Linked DNA regions of Oryctolagus cuniculus: region 2 is linked to region 1. The links are chromatin contacts, called in public Micro-C maps. All regions are on one chromosome and are shown on one strand. The core of a region is the stretch at or near the end of the contact, and the rest is flanking DNA. Distances in the headings are between cores, read along the strand shown.

What was found. Hi-C and Micro-C count contacts between places; a contact is called where the count stands out from the background.
Region 2: a contact with region 1 is called in a Micro-C map of ear pinna, with 5 times the contacts expected there. The contact joins two enhancer-like sites. A contact is called at or near these places in 3 of 6 Hi-C or Micro-C datasets (ear pinna, psoas muscle and an unstated tissue).

Annotation. Positions count from the first base shown.
Region 1 is chr7:137,871,460-137,877,496 of mOryCun1.1, forward strand. No RefSeq gene overlaps it. Among named protein-coding and RNA genes, the nearest start is that of GJB5, 18 kb to the left of the region's middle. Within about 2 kb of position 3,397, at least 1 of the 8 cell types and tissues checked has an H3K27ac peak or open chromatin away from gene starts, as enhancers often do. A contact at or near this core is called in ear pinna, where this site is marked.
Region 2 is chr7:137,965,742-137,971,778 of mOryCun1.1, forward strand. No RefSeq gene overlaps it. Among named protein-coding and RNA genes, the nearest start is that of GJB5, 110 kb to the left of the region's middle. Within about 2 kb of position 3,845, at least 1 of the 8 cell types and tissues checked has an H3K27ac peak or open chromatin away from gene starts, as enhancers often do. A contact at or near this core is called in ear pinna, where this site is marked.

The DNA.
Region 1 (6,037 bases), core at 2,147-4,646:
CCACGGGGACATGAGGCACCCGGCGCCACATCTAGGGGAGCATGGGGGGGCAATGCCAGGCTCTGGAACAAGCGGGCCACTGCCATGGCAACAGAGTGCCCAGGCGTGGGTTTGACCCCATGATCCCCTTCACTGGGGTGGTAGCAGGAGAGTGGACTGACCTGTCAGGAAGGGGATCAGAGCTGCGGATCAGGAAGAGGGGCAGTTGGAGAAGGAGCAGAGGTGCCAGCTTCCGCTCCTGGTGGACTCTGTGGTCAGACCTGGCTCCTGGAGGGCAGACGGCCCGCCTGGCCCATGGGCTGTTCCCCCTGTGTGTGTGTGCCCCATCGGGAAGTCCTGGAGGTGGGGCTGGACCTAGGCGTTGCCATAGTCCTGGGCCTTCTCGCCTGGCGTTAAAGCCCGGGGCGCTCCAGCCCTCAGCCCACAGGCCCCAGGTCCTCTTCAGGCTGTGTGATCGCTGGTGGCCTTGTGCCCAGCCACTGCAGTGGGGCTGGGGCTGGCAGAACGCCGGCTGCCTCCCAGGCCTCTGGGAGGGCGGCTGCTCCCGCGCCTGGCCTCCGGGCTCCCGGCCTCCCAGCTCTTGCTGCAGACGGTGAGGGACTCAAGGCCAGTCTCCAGAAGAGCCCGGGGTTTGTGCTTCCTTCCTGCTTCGCTGTGACCCTGCACCTGGGACAGCAGCGTTCTCCTGCCGCTCCCTCTCACCTGGCCGGCTGCTATTCATCTCTGTGTCTCAGTTGAAATGTCACTTCCTGGGAAACAGTGTTAGTTCCTCCATTCATGCTCTGGACTCTAATTTTCCTGGGTGGCATTTATTACAATGTATCGTTATGTGTGTGTGTGTGTGTGTGTGTGTGTGCGCGCGCGCGCGCGCGCGCGCACGATACAGTGTATCTTTGTGTGTGTGTGAGTGAACACCTTGACCCCCCAGTAGACTGGAAATTCCCTGAAGGGAGGTGGTGGTCGTGGTGGGGGGCTTGTCTACCAGGGCTCATCAGAAAATTCACAGCAAAAGCATATCCCAGAAAAACCTGCATGGAATTCAAAATTTTCTTGCAGCAAAACAACCGTATCTTTTAATTCCATCTTTCCCCAAACTTTTCGAAGCCTCCTTGTACTTTACTCATCATTACATTCCCAGACGCCAGCCCCATGCCTGGGACACTGCGGGCACTCCAAAAATATTTACTGAAGGAGCAAATGAAAGTGAGCGGGCGAGCAGGCAGGCGTTATGGATGGCCCTGGAAACGCTCTGCGCTGGGAATTCATAAAGCCACGGAGTAAACCGGCGTCTCTCGGATCATCAATTTTACTTGATGGTAAGGAATTAGAAGTGTTATATTTGCTTATTAATTGAATATTTTACATGACAAAAGGAATACATGTTCCTTGTCAAAATCCAATCAATAGGCATTATTTTTATATTGAAACAAACCCTGACACACTGTGGGTAAGAATGCCAAGTTCCCCTGAATTTGGAGAGAAGCTAGGAAGCTTTGAAGACATTTGAGCCTCAGAATGGCCTCAGTGCAAGCTCCTGTGGGTGGGAGGTCACCCTGGGGATCAGGACACAGCTGGCAGAGGGAGTCTGAGAAATTCTTGTTGGCAATGGCACCGCGGTTGATATGGCAATGGCAGTGCTCCAGGTGCAGGCAAGAGCCACCTAATGTAAGGAGCAGGGTGCTGGCTGGACTTGGGGGGGGGTTGGGAGGGGCTGGGCAGGGAGGAGAGGGTGTTTTCACAGAGGGGTGGGTGTGGAGGGAGCACTCCAGGGCATTCAGGACCTCCCAGGCCACAAAATGAGAAAAATCTAGAAAGCAGCACTAGTAGGGGGTTTCGTAACAGTTGGGGGGGTGGAATGTAGAGCTGGCTGCCCAGGCCTGGGGGCTGGCGCAGAGTTTTGGAGAGCTGGAGTGGAGTGGGTGGGGGTTCCGGGGCAGCCCATAGCCATTCTGGGAGCCCAGAGGTGAGCGGGCCCTGGAGCAGGACAGTGCCACCTGCACAATGCGCCATATAGAGCAAAGGATGTGCACCTGCAGCCTGACCCCTCTGGCTTCAAATCCTGGCTCTGTGACTTTGGCTGAGTCCTTTCTGTCCTCAAGACTCATCTCTCTATCTGGGAATGCGGGATCCCTACCCCCACGGGACTTGGTCCTCTGCATATCACAGTCTCCTGGGCAGTGTCAGGAAAGACTAATGTCTGGGCTTCAGCCTCGATAACCTCACTCCCTGTCTCTAGGCGTCCGCCCCAGCAGCTGGAATGTTTCCAATGAGTCCCGGTGCATGGGCTTTGACATTTTTTTTGCACCAAAATAATCTTTTAAAAATTTACTGGGATTGGTGCTGTGGCGTAGTGGGTAGAGCTGCCGCCTGCAGTGCCAGCGTCCTGTGTGGGCGCTGGTTCGAGTCCTGGCTGCTCCTCTTCTGATCCAGCTCTCTGCCATGGCCTGGGAAAGCAGTAGAGGATGGCCCAAGTCCTTGGGCCCCTGCACTTGTGTGGGAAAGCCCGGAAGAGGCTCCTGGCTCCTGGCTTCAGATTGGCACAACTCTGGCCATTGCGGCCAGCTGGGGAGTGAACCAGCAGATGGAAGACCTCTCTCTCTGCCTCTCCTTCTCTCTCTGTGTAACTCTTTCAAATGCATAAATAAATCTTTTAAAAATTGGTTTCCTCCCCAAATGTCTGCAATGACAGGGGTTGCACTCGCCTGAGGTCGGAGCCAGGAACTCAGTCTGGGTCTTCCACAAGGGTGGCAGGGACCCAGCTACCGCAGCCACCATCCCCAGCTGCCTCCCAGGATGCACATTAGCAGGAAGCTGGGAGTAGGAGCTGAGCCGGGACTTGAACTCAGGCCCTTCCCACGTGGGATGTGGGCGTCCCCACTGGCTGCTTGATCAGTAAGCCAAACACTTGCCCTTCAACACAAAATGTGTAACATAAATCCTCCACGTTTTCCTCCCCGGGGAGACCTCAGCCTTAGGGTGTGAGCTCCCTGGAGCCACCTGTGTCTCCTACAGGACTCCGCCTTCCGGATTCTCCAATACTCACTCAGCACTCAGCACTGCGAACTGGGCCTCAGGTAAGTGCCTCCCATGAATTAGCCCTTAACCATCCTCCCAGGCTGGCGCCATGGTTCAGCGACTTCCCAGATGCGGGGAGGGAGGCACAGAGATGGGGAGCCCCGTGCACGTGATCACACACGAAGGTCAATAAGGGTATGGCTGGGATTTGAACCCTGGTCCGGTCACCAAGCTGTGCCCACAGGCTGGGGGCCACGCAGGGGGCGTGCGTGCGTCTTTCCGGGCCTGCCGGGAGCCTGCGCTCTGGGACTGGGAAGGTCAGGCCAAGCGCTGGCTTTAGGCTGCTCTCGCAGTGCCAGCAGGGCCCTCCCCGCTACCCTGGAGGCGCCGCTGGGGTCACCCGGCCCCCTCCTCCCGACCCAGCGGCGAGTCGCCCTAGAAACCGGATTCTAGCAAAGCGCCCGGGAAGCCCGGATCAGCTCGGGAGGGCCTTTCAGTCAATCAGGGGGCTGGAAAATCACACGTCTGCTTCGGAGACACCTTCCGCGGCCTAGAAAGGCTGAGGCGCAGGGCCGGCGCGCGCGGGTGTGCCCAGGGCTGCGGCAACCAGCTGCCCGGGGCAGGGCGGACCCCGGCTGCGGGTGGCGCCGCTGGCTCGCGCGCTCACGTGTGGTGCGGAGGCGGCGACACGCCCCTCCCGGTCGCCCCCCCCCCCCCGGAGCCGGGTTGCTAGGACACCGGAGCCCTGGAGACGCTGGTGGATGTGGCAATGGAGGTTTCACCCAACTGGGAATGATCAGACCAAAGGAGACGGCGTGCGCGTTCGCGAGGGCAACCGGGGATCGCGGGGCGGCTGCCGGTGCCGCGCCCCGGGAAGGCGGCTCCAGCTGCAGGGAAGGAAGCGATGCCTCCGGGGCCTACCGCGCGTGTCCGTGTCCGGAGTCGCGTCTGCAGCCTCGGGACAGCTGGGCGGAGCGGCCGGCATGGCGGCCTCGGGAGCTGCTCGCCCCTACCCTCTCTCCGGGATGCCCTTGCTCCCGCGCCCGGCCCCGCGTGGCTGGCGTCCTCCGGGCCCTCAGCCCCTCACTCCCGGCTCGGCCTACGCTGCTGCTCGCGGAGGTGGGCGGCTCCGGAGCTGTCTACAGCGTGTTTGCTCACGCGTCTTCCTAGCCTGAATGTCGGATGCCCCAGCCGGTTCCCTTCCCACAGCTTCAGGCTCCCTCGGAGCTCAGTTGCCTGGGGCCGGACGTACCCCTGGCCCCAAAGAGGCCTTGCCTAAGCAGAAAGGCTGGGGGCAGATGGCGGCCTAGCGGTTGAGCTGCCTATGCGTTCCGTGTCAGAGTGCTGGTTCCAGCCCTGGCTCTGGTTTTGATCCTTTTTTTTTTTTTTTAGATTTATTTATTTGAAAGAGTTATACAGAGCGAAGGAAGGACAGAGAGAGAGAGAGAGAGAGAGAGAGAGAGAGAGAGGTCTTCCATCCGCTGGTTCACTCCCCAACTGACCTCAACGGCCGGAGCTGCGCCTATCCGAAGCCAGGAGCCAGGAACTTCTGGGTCTTCCACGTGGGTGCAGGGGCTCAAGGACTTGGGACATCTTCCACTGCTTTCCCAGGCCATAGCAGACAGCTGGATCAGAAGTGGAGCAGCTGGGTCCCAAACCGGCACCCATATGGGATGCGGGCACTGCAGATGGTGGCTTTACCAGCTACACCACAGCGCTGGCCCCCTGTCTTCCTTCTAATGTCGGTCTTTGGAGGCACAGGTGATGGCTCAAATAGCAGAGAGTCCCTCCACCCACGTGGGTGACCCACATAGAGTTCGGAGCTCCTGGCTTTGGCCTGGGTCGACCCTGGCTGTTGTGGGCATTTGGGGGAGGCAGACAGTGAGTGGGAGTTCCCCCTGTCTGGATCTGCACAGCAGAGTCACCTGGGCGGTGATAGCAAATGACCGTGTCTTGGCTTCAGCCCAGACCACCTGAATCCGTGTCTCTGGGTGTAGGTCCCCAGCATCTGGGAGGTCTTCAAAGTGGCCCGTGGGTGACTGCGGTGCAGCTGGAGGGGAGGACCTGGGAGGAGGGCGTCTGCACCCCACCGCTCTGTTGGGAGGTTTCTCCTCCTGGGTCTGAGCCGAGCTGCCTGGGACACGGCTCAGGTGAAGTGCACCCAGCAGGATGCGGGGCTTTCTGTCCAGTGTCCTTGGGCACGATGACAGACATGGAGCGCCGGAGAGAATGGCACAGAGACAGAGCAGCTCCTGGCTTTGGCTTGGCGCTGCCCCAACTGTTTGTGTGTGTGTGTGTGTGTGTGTGTGTGTGTGTGTGAAAGAGAGAGAGAGAGAGAGAGAGAGAGAGAGATATGGAGAGACAGAGACAGAGAGGAGAAAGGAAGAAACAGCAAAGGAGGGTGGCCATCCTTACAGTTTTCCAAATGAGGGGGTGTATGGCTGTGTGGGGTGGTGGTCCCCAGAGTCCACCTGTCTGGGCTCAGTTTCCAGATCTGCCACTCACTAGCTTTGTGACCCCAGCTGGGCCCTGGTGATCCCATCTGTCATATGAAGATGACAATGGTGTCTGTTTCATGAGGCTTACGGTGCCTGGGACACAGGTCGTGCCTGCCACAAGGGGTTGTGCTTCTGCTCCGGCCTTTCCTACTTGTGTCTGCGACACTTCGGGGGCCGACTCATGGTGCCCTTTGGGTGCCTGGCATGCGTCATTCATCCTGGCATCAGAGGCCCCACTGGGGACCCTCCTCCGCTGTTGGGAAGCTGAGAGAGGTGACCAGATGTGAAGGAACTTGGGACAGGGTCTGGGTGCACAGTGGGGCTGCACTTCCGGCGGAGTGCTCAGACTGTGCACCTGAGGGCGCCACCGGGCCCACCACTGCGGTCGTGGCTGTGTCTGAGCCTGAGCGGCACGATGTGTCGGGCACTGAATTATTTAGAGATCAATATCCCTCTGCATGGGGCTCTGAGCTCCTCTGCAGGAACGTCATTTGTTGTCCTTTTCAGGCACACAGCTGGCATTC
Region 2 (6,037 bases), core at 2,595-5,094, 95 kb after region 1:
AGTGGATGGCATGGCAGCAGGTCCCTGGTGCTGTGTACGACTTGATGGCCCTGTCACCCTCCCGCCAGCAGCACACGGGCCTCTTGCGTGTTGGGTGGTCAAATCCAAAGGAGCGCTGGTTTTCTCTCTCACTGTGGGGGCACGAGATCTGGATGTGCAACTGTGTTGGGCCACCCCGGGGCTTCCCAGTGAAGAGTTCCGAGTGCTACCTATCTCTGCTAAACCCAAGCCACACCAAGTGGGGTGGAAGACAATTCCTGGGAAAGCTGAGACTCCCGGTGGAGAGGGGCTGGCACTCCGAGAACTGACTCCCCGCGTGGGACTTGCACCCTGGGTTGGGATCCCAGACCCTGCAGGCTCTGCCCTGAGCACTTATACTCCTCCGCCACAGCCCCACCTTCCCCAAAGCCGGCCAAGGGGGTGGGGTTGCAAGTTAGCGGAGATTCATTGGTGCCTTAGGCTTCGTGTTTTGACGAGACTCAGCCATCCTGAGGATTTCAATTAAGATCCTTTCGTTTGCAACTATCAGCGTCCAACCTGACTCAAACAGAAATAGTTTTTTTTTTTCAAGGATACAGAGGTTATGTGAGGAAGGCAGTCAGCCACCAGGAGCCAGAGCAAGTTCCCCTGTATGTCTGTCTCCCTCTCAGTCTCTGGAGCCAGAGGGTCTGCCTGGCATCTTTGCACCTCTCCTGTCATCGTCTCCCTCCCTCTCTCTCCCTCATCCCTTTAGTTTCCTCTGTCCTTAGCACACGTCATCAGCAGGTTGCTCCCCAGACTGCGTGAATGACACATCCCGCCCATTTGTGGGAGGACACTCTGATTGGCTCAGCTCGAGTCACGTGCTCGCCGCTATCCAATCAATGGTAACCAGGAAGGTGACGGCCCGTGCTACTGTTCCTACTGCCATGGTCAACCACCGAGGACATCCGGAGAGGGACTCACAGTCATCCCGGAAGGGCCTGCTGTTCTCTGCCTCAGTTTCCCCTCTGCGGGTGGGATGACAACGCTCCCTCAGGAGGTCACGGAGAGGGTGGGAGGAGCTGACAGGTGCACGAGTGCCTGGTCAAGGTTGCAGCGTCGTGTGACAATCATCCCTCTCCTCGGCTTGTGCCCTGGGACAGGAGGCCCGCGCTGTCTCTCCTCGCAGCACCTTGCTGGGGGAGCAGGAGGTGCTGGGCGCTTAACTTCCTGCGCAAAATCTCTGGGGGTCTGCATTTCCGCCAGCAGTGGGGGGCGCTCCCTCTAGGGCTGGTGCGGGGTGGGGGCGGTCTGGGTTCCTGTGGCTTTGTCCCCGCTCCTGAAGCTGCAGGAGTGGGCAGCGGGGGCAGCGGTGGGAGGACGCGGGGAAGGGAGATCCGAAAGCCCAAGTTCCAGGGCGAGGCAGGTTCAGGGGCCAAACAAGCAGCTGCATTGCATCTCCCAAATAAGGGGAGCAGGGGCAGGGATGCGCAGGTGAGCCAGATTTTGCTGGAGCGTTAAGCAAAGAGGTGAAGTGGATTATGTTGCTTGTCCTACATCACAAAGCAGGAAATGGGGGGAGACTTAGATGCATGCCACGGTGTTCCTGGGAAAGGCTTTCCCCGACTCCGGATGTTTCTTTCTTTGAAGGCAGTTCAATTAGTGGAGCTGCAGGTCCCTTTCCACCCCATTTATTTTCACCACCCCGGGGAGCTGGAATGACTTCGTAGCTGATGGGTAAATTTAGGAAGAATAACAGGGCACGCCTGCATGGCACCTGCTGTCGCTTGGGAGTGATCTGGCTGGGAGGAGACCCCTCCCCCGCCCCCAGGGCTCCATCCTGCTGCCTGGCTTCACTGGACTGGGCTCCCACCGGGACTCAGTACCGTTCAGTGTGGCCGTGACCCTGAAATCCGGGATTCATCCTCAACTGATCGTCTTTCACCCAAACTACATCCTGCACTCAGCTTCTGTCTGTGAGAAGCTCAGTATTTTCCCTTCCATCTGTTTGCCCTATGTTTAAGATTTCCGCAGGACAGAGCCCAGAGGAGGCCTCCTACTTACTGGGAATCCCTTGGACACCCCAGGAGTATTGCAGCAGTGACAGTGATGGGCTGGGGAAGCTTTTCTCTGCCAAGGACCCTGCGGAGATTTATAACATCGTTTGTGGGCCGTACAGAATGGCCAACTTAAAAATTAGCCTGCTCTAGATTTATTGAATTTCGAGTCCCACCAGCAGTTGCCTTGGCAGGGCCAGACTGCATGATTTTGCAGGACTTATCTGATCTGTGGGCCCGACGTTCCCGCCCCACAGTAATGATAATGAGATTGCTGGGAATAGTTCCCACTGATGAGGATTTTTCTACATGCTAAAATCCTTGCACAGATTATCTTTTTTAAAAATTGCTCAGGTTTCTTATATAATTTTTGTTTGTTTTTAATGATTTATTCATTTATTTGGAAAGCAGAGTTACAGAGAGAGAAAGAAGGCAAGAAAGAGGGACAGAGAGATCTTCCATCTGCAGGTTTGCTCCCCAGATGGCCGCAATGGCACAGGCTGGGCCAGGGTGACGCCAGGAGCCAGGAGCTCCTTCTGAGTGTCCCACGTGGGTACAGGGGCCCAGGGACCCTTCTACTGTTTTCTCAGGTGCATTAGCAGGGAGCTGAATGGGAAGTGGAGCAGCCAAGACATCAACTGGTGCCTGTATGGGATGCCAGCCTTGCAGGTTGTGGCTTAACCCACTGCTCCGTAGTACCAGTCCTCTGAATTATCCTTTTAAAAAAAAAATTATTTATTTGAAAGAGAGGGAGAGACACAGAGAAATGCTCCACCCACTGGTTCACTCCCCAAATTGTTGCAAAGGCCAGGACTGGGCCAGACCAAAGCCAGGAGCCAGGGACTTCAACCATGTGGGTGCAGCCGCCCAAGCACTTGAGCCATCCTCCACTGCGTTCCCAGGCACATTAGCAGGGAGCTGGATTGGAAGTGGAGCAGCCAGGATGCGAACCGGTGCCCTTATGGGATGTCAGCGTCACAGGTGGCGGCTTTGCCCACTATGCCGCACTGCCAGTCCCGCACAGGTTAGACTAAGAAACCCTTACAGTGGTCTTCGTAATAGGAATGATATCATCCCTGCTTTAGAGTCGAGGAAGTGTAAGCAGAGAGTGATGTGGCTGTCCAGCCATGTGCCCAAGTTCAACAATTAGTGCTAGAACTAGTCTGGTAGGCCAAAGTTGTACCCCTAACCCCTAGCCTGCACAGCCAGGTCTGGGGAGATGGCATCATCAGGGAGGGCTTCCTGGAGGAGGGGAACAGAGGCCCTGAGCTAAGTCTTGAAGGACATACAAATAAATACTTGGAGCTGTTAGTTTAACAGCTCTGTTTTGCTTTGTTCATTGGCAAGTCCCAGCAGTGTGTGCTCCATAACTCTGGGGTGCCTCTCCCTCGAATTTAGATATCATATCATTTGTTTAACTTGCTGGATAAAGTAATTAGTACCTGGGAGCCTGCCTGCCTGGCGGAATCTATTGGTGCCGCTACCCAAGTTTATGCCTGCAGGCCGTGCGGCGGAATTTGATTTAATTTGTCCCAAGGTTAGGGAAGACGAGGGAGACTCTGGCATCTCCTCCATCTCCTTCACGGAATAATTCATGGCCAGGGTGGAGGCAGGCAGCACCGGCTGTCTCGGCTCTAATGGGGCTCCTGAAGCTCCCCCCGCCCCGCTCAAGGCTGACTTGCTTAATGGACCCAGCTCAGCAGCTCCCAGGCTCCCCGGGCGTGGGGGAGGGCGTTCTGTCTCTCAGAGCCCTGGGACTGAGCCTGGGGAGGGGGGCATTCTCAAGCCCCCGAAGCCCCTTGCCTTGACCGCTGTGGTGGCTTCCGCCCACCCAGCTGTGAGCTCCTTGGGCCTGGAACTTTCCTTCTCCCTCTCTGAGCCTGTGTCTGCCCTCCCTGCCCCGTGCCCTGGGGGTGCTGATGGCCCTCAGAGTGGGAGGCAGAGCATCGCCAGCCCTGCCTGTGCCCCCCCCCCCCCCCCCCCCGCCGAAGCAGCCCTTGGCCTCCCTGGCCTGGGGACAGGGCCAGGCGTGTCTTCACCCCTCCCTCCAAGCTGTTCCACTGGACCAGGGCCTTTCTCTTGGTCTCCAACTCTCCGAATCCTCCCTGCCTTTGCAAGTCTGCCTTCTAATCATCTTTCCTTTGGCCTTTTCTTCCCTGGACCGTTCTAGATGGTGTGGTGGTGGGAGATGGGGTGGGGCAGATGTCATTGCAGCTGGATGGCCTGTGATCACACCCCAGCTGTAGGGCTGATTTGCTAGGTGATCTTGGGCCAGTGACTTAACCTCTCTGTGGTCAGGTGGAGCAGACGGGGTGTCGTGAGCATGAACGAGGTGGCCTATGGGTAGAGCATGCAGACTGATGCCCGTCCATGGTGCGAGCCGACCTCCACCTCCAGCCTCTACTGCTCCACCTTAGGGCTGCTGCAGGGTTCCGCTCATGGCCAACCCACCCCTTCTGCTTCCGCTTGGGGAGCTGAGTCAGGTGGGAGGTGGGTGACCTGGCCCCTTGCTGACCATGCAGTGAGCTGGACTGGCTGGCGAGCTGTTGCGGTCCTCTGTCTGTTGTGTGGCAAGGTGCTCTGGCCTTTGCGGGGAGAGGACCCCTTTGCAAGTATATGGTTCCAGGGAGGAGCTCGTGAGCACCAGGGGCCCCGCCTGGAGCAGGGGCCAGGGAGGGAAAAAACCACTTGATGGTCCTCACGTAGGGCTGGAGGGCCTTGTCTTCTGAGCTCAGTGAGTTGGGGGAGGGAGGAGGTGACGGCCCTGTTAGGGGGAGGGTCCCTGCAGAGCTGTCAGGGAGCAGGGATTAGAGCTGCTTCCGGGGCAGAGCTAGGGCCGAGGAGAAGCGGCGCAAGAGCAGGTGGCTGTTCTGGTTCTCAGAGCTGCAGAGCGAGGCCGTGAGCCCCGTGTTGCGGGAGTGGTTATGTTCAGCCTTGAGCCACGCCCATTGCGCGCCAGCCCTTGTTGAGCTGGAACTCTGAGGAGCACAGTGCTGAGCCCTTGGGTGGCTAACGTAGAGAGAGAGAGGGAGGGAGGGAGAGAGAGAGAGAGAGAGAGAACTCTTCCGTTGTCTCATGGTTCACTCTTCAAATGCCTGCAGTAGCCAGAGTTGGGCCAGGCCTAAGCCAGGAGCCGGGAACCCCATCCGGGTCTCCCATGTGGGTGGTAGGGACCTGAGTACTTGAGCCATCACCTGCTGCTTCGCAAGTGCTCACTGGCAGGAAGCTGGATCCAAAACAGAGGAGCTGGGACTTGAACCCAGGGACTCTGATAGGGAATGCAAGTGTCCCAAGTGGCGTCTTAGCCACTGCGCTGCGCTGCGCACCCCAACAGGAGCTTCCGTTACTCCCAGCTGCGCTCATCTCCTCAGTGGGCACAGTCGGCTGCAGCAGCCCTGGTCTGAGCAGATGGCCGTGGGCCTGGGTGGGGTCGAAGCCAACGCCCTCTCCCACCCGCAGTGCAAGTCCTGACTGTGCCCTGCAGGAAGGGAGCCGGGGTTGCTACAAGAGGTCCCTAGATGAAAGCAGTATGGGAAAGAAGGGGTTAAACAAAGCCAAGGGGATAATTGATTACGAAACTTCTCAGAGCTTTAAAAATGCTAATGTGCATTTCAGCTTCTCGGGGAAGGTGAAGGTTACTGCAGGCGGCATTTCCCAAATTTACTTAATCACCCACGGGCCCCAGCCTTGTATTTTTGGTTTGGGGACGGTTTGCTCACCCTCCACCCAGTAATTTCTGGGAAAGCCCCGGCCTCTCCGGGTGGAGAGAGTCATGAAGGCAGGAGGCTGACGGGATAGGCAGCACCCACGTGGGTTCACAGACGCTGCGGGGAGATGGCCCCGACTCCCAGACTCCCACGTGGCGATGCCAGCAGGGAGGCAGGTGCCAGCCGTGACGCGCTGAGGCTGGTTCGCTGCTGGAAGCGGCAATGGCGGCGGGAGAGGTGATAGCGGCTACCTGTGTAGTGTGGCTTCCATGCGTCTGTTACGCCACTCAAGCCTGCCTGGTGTGTTGGGTC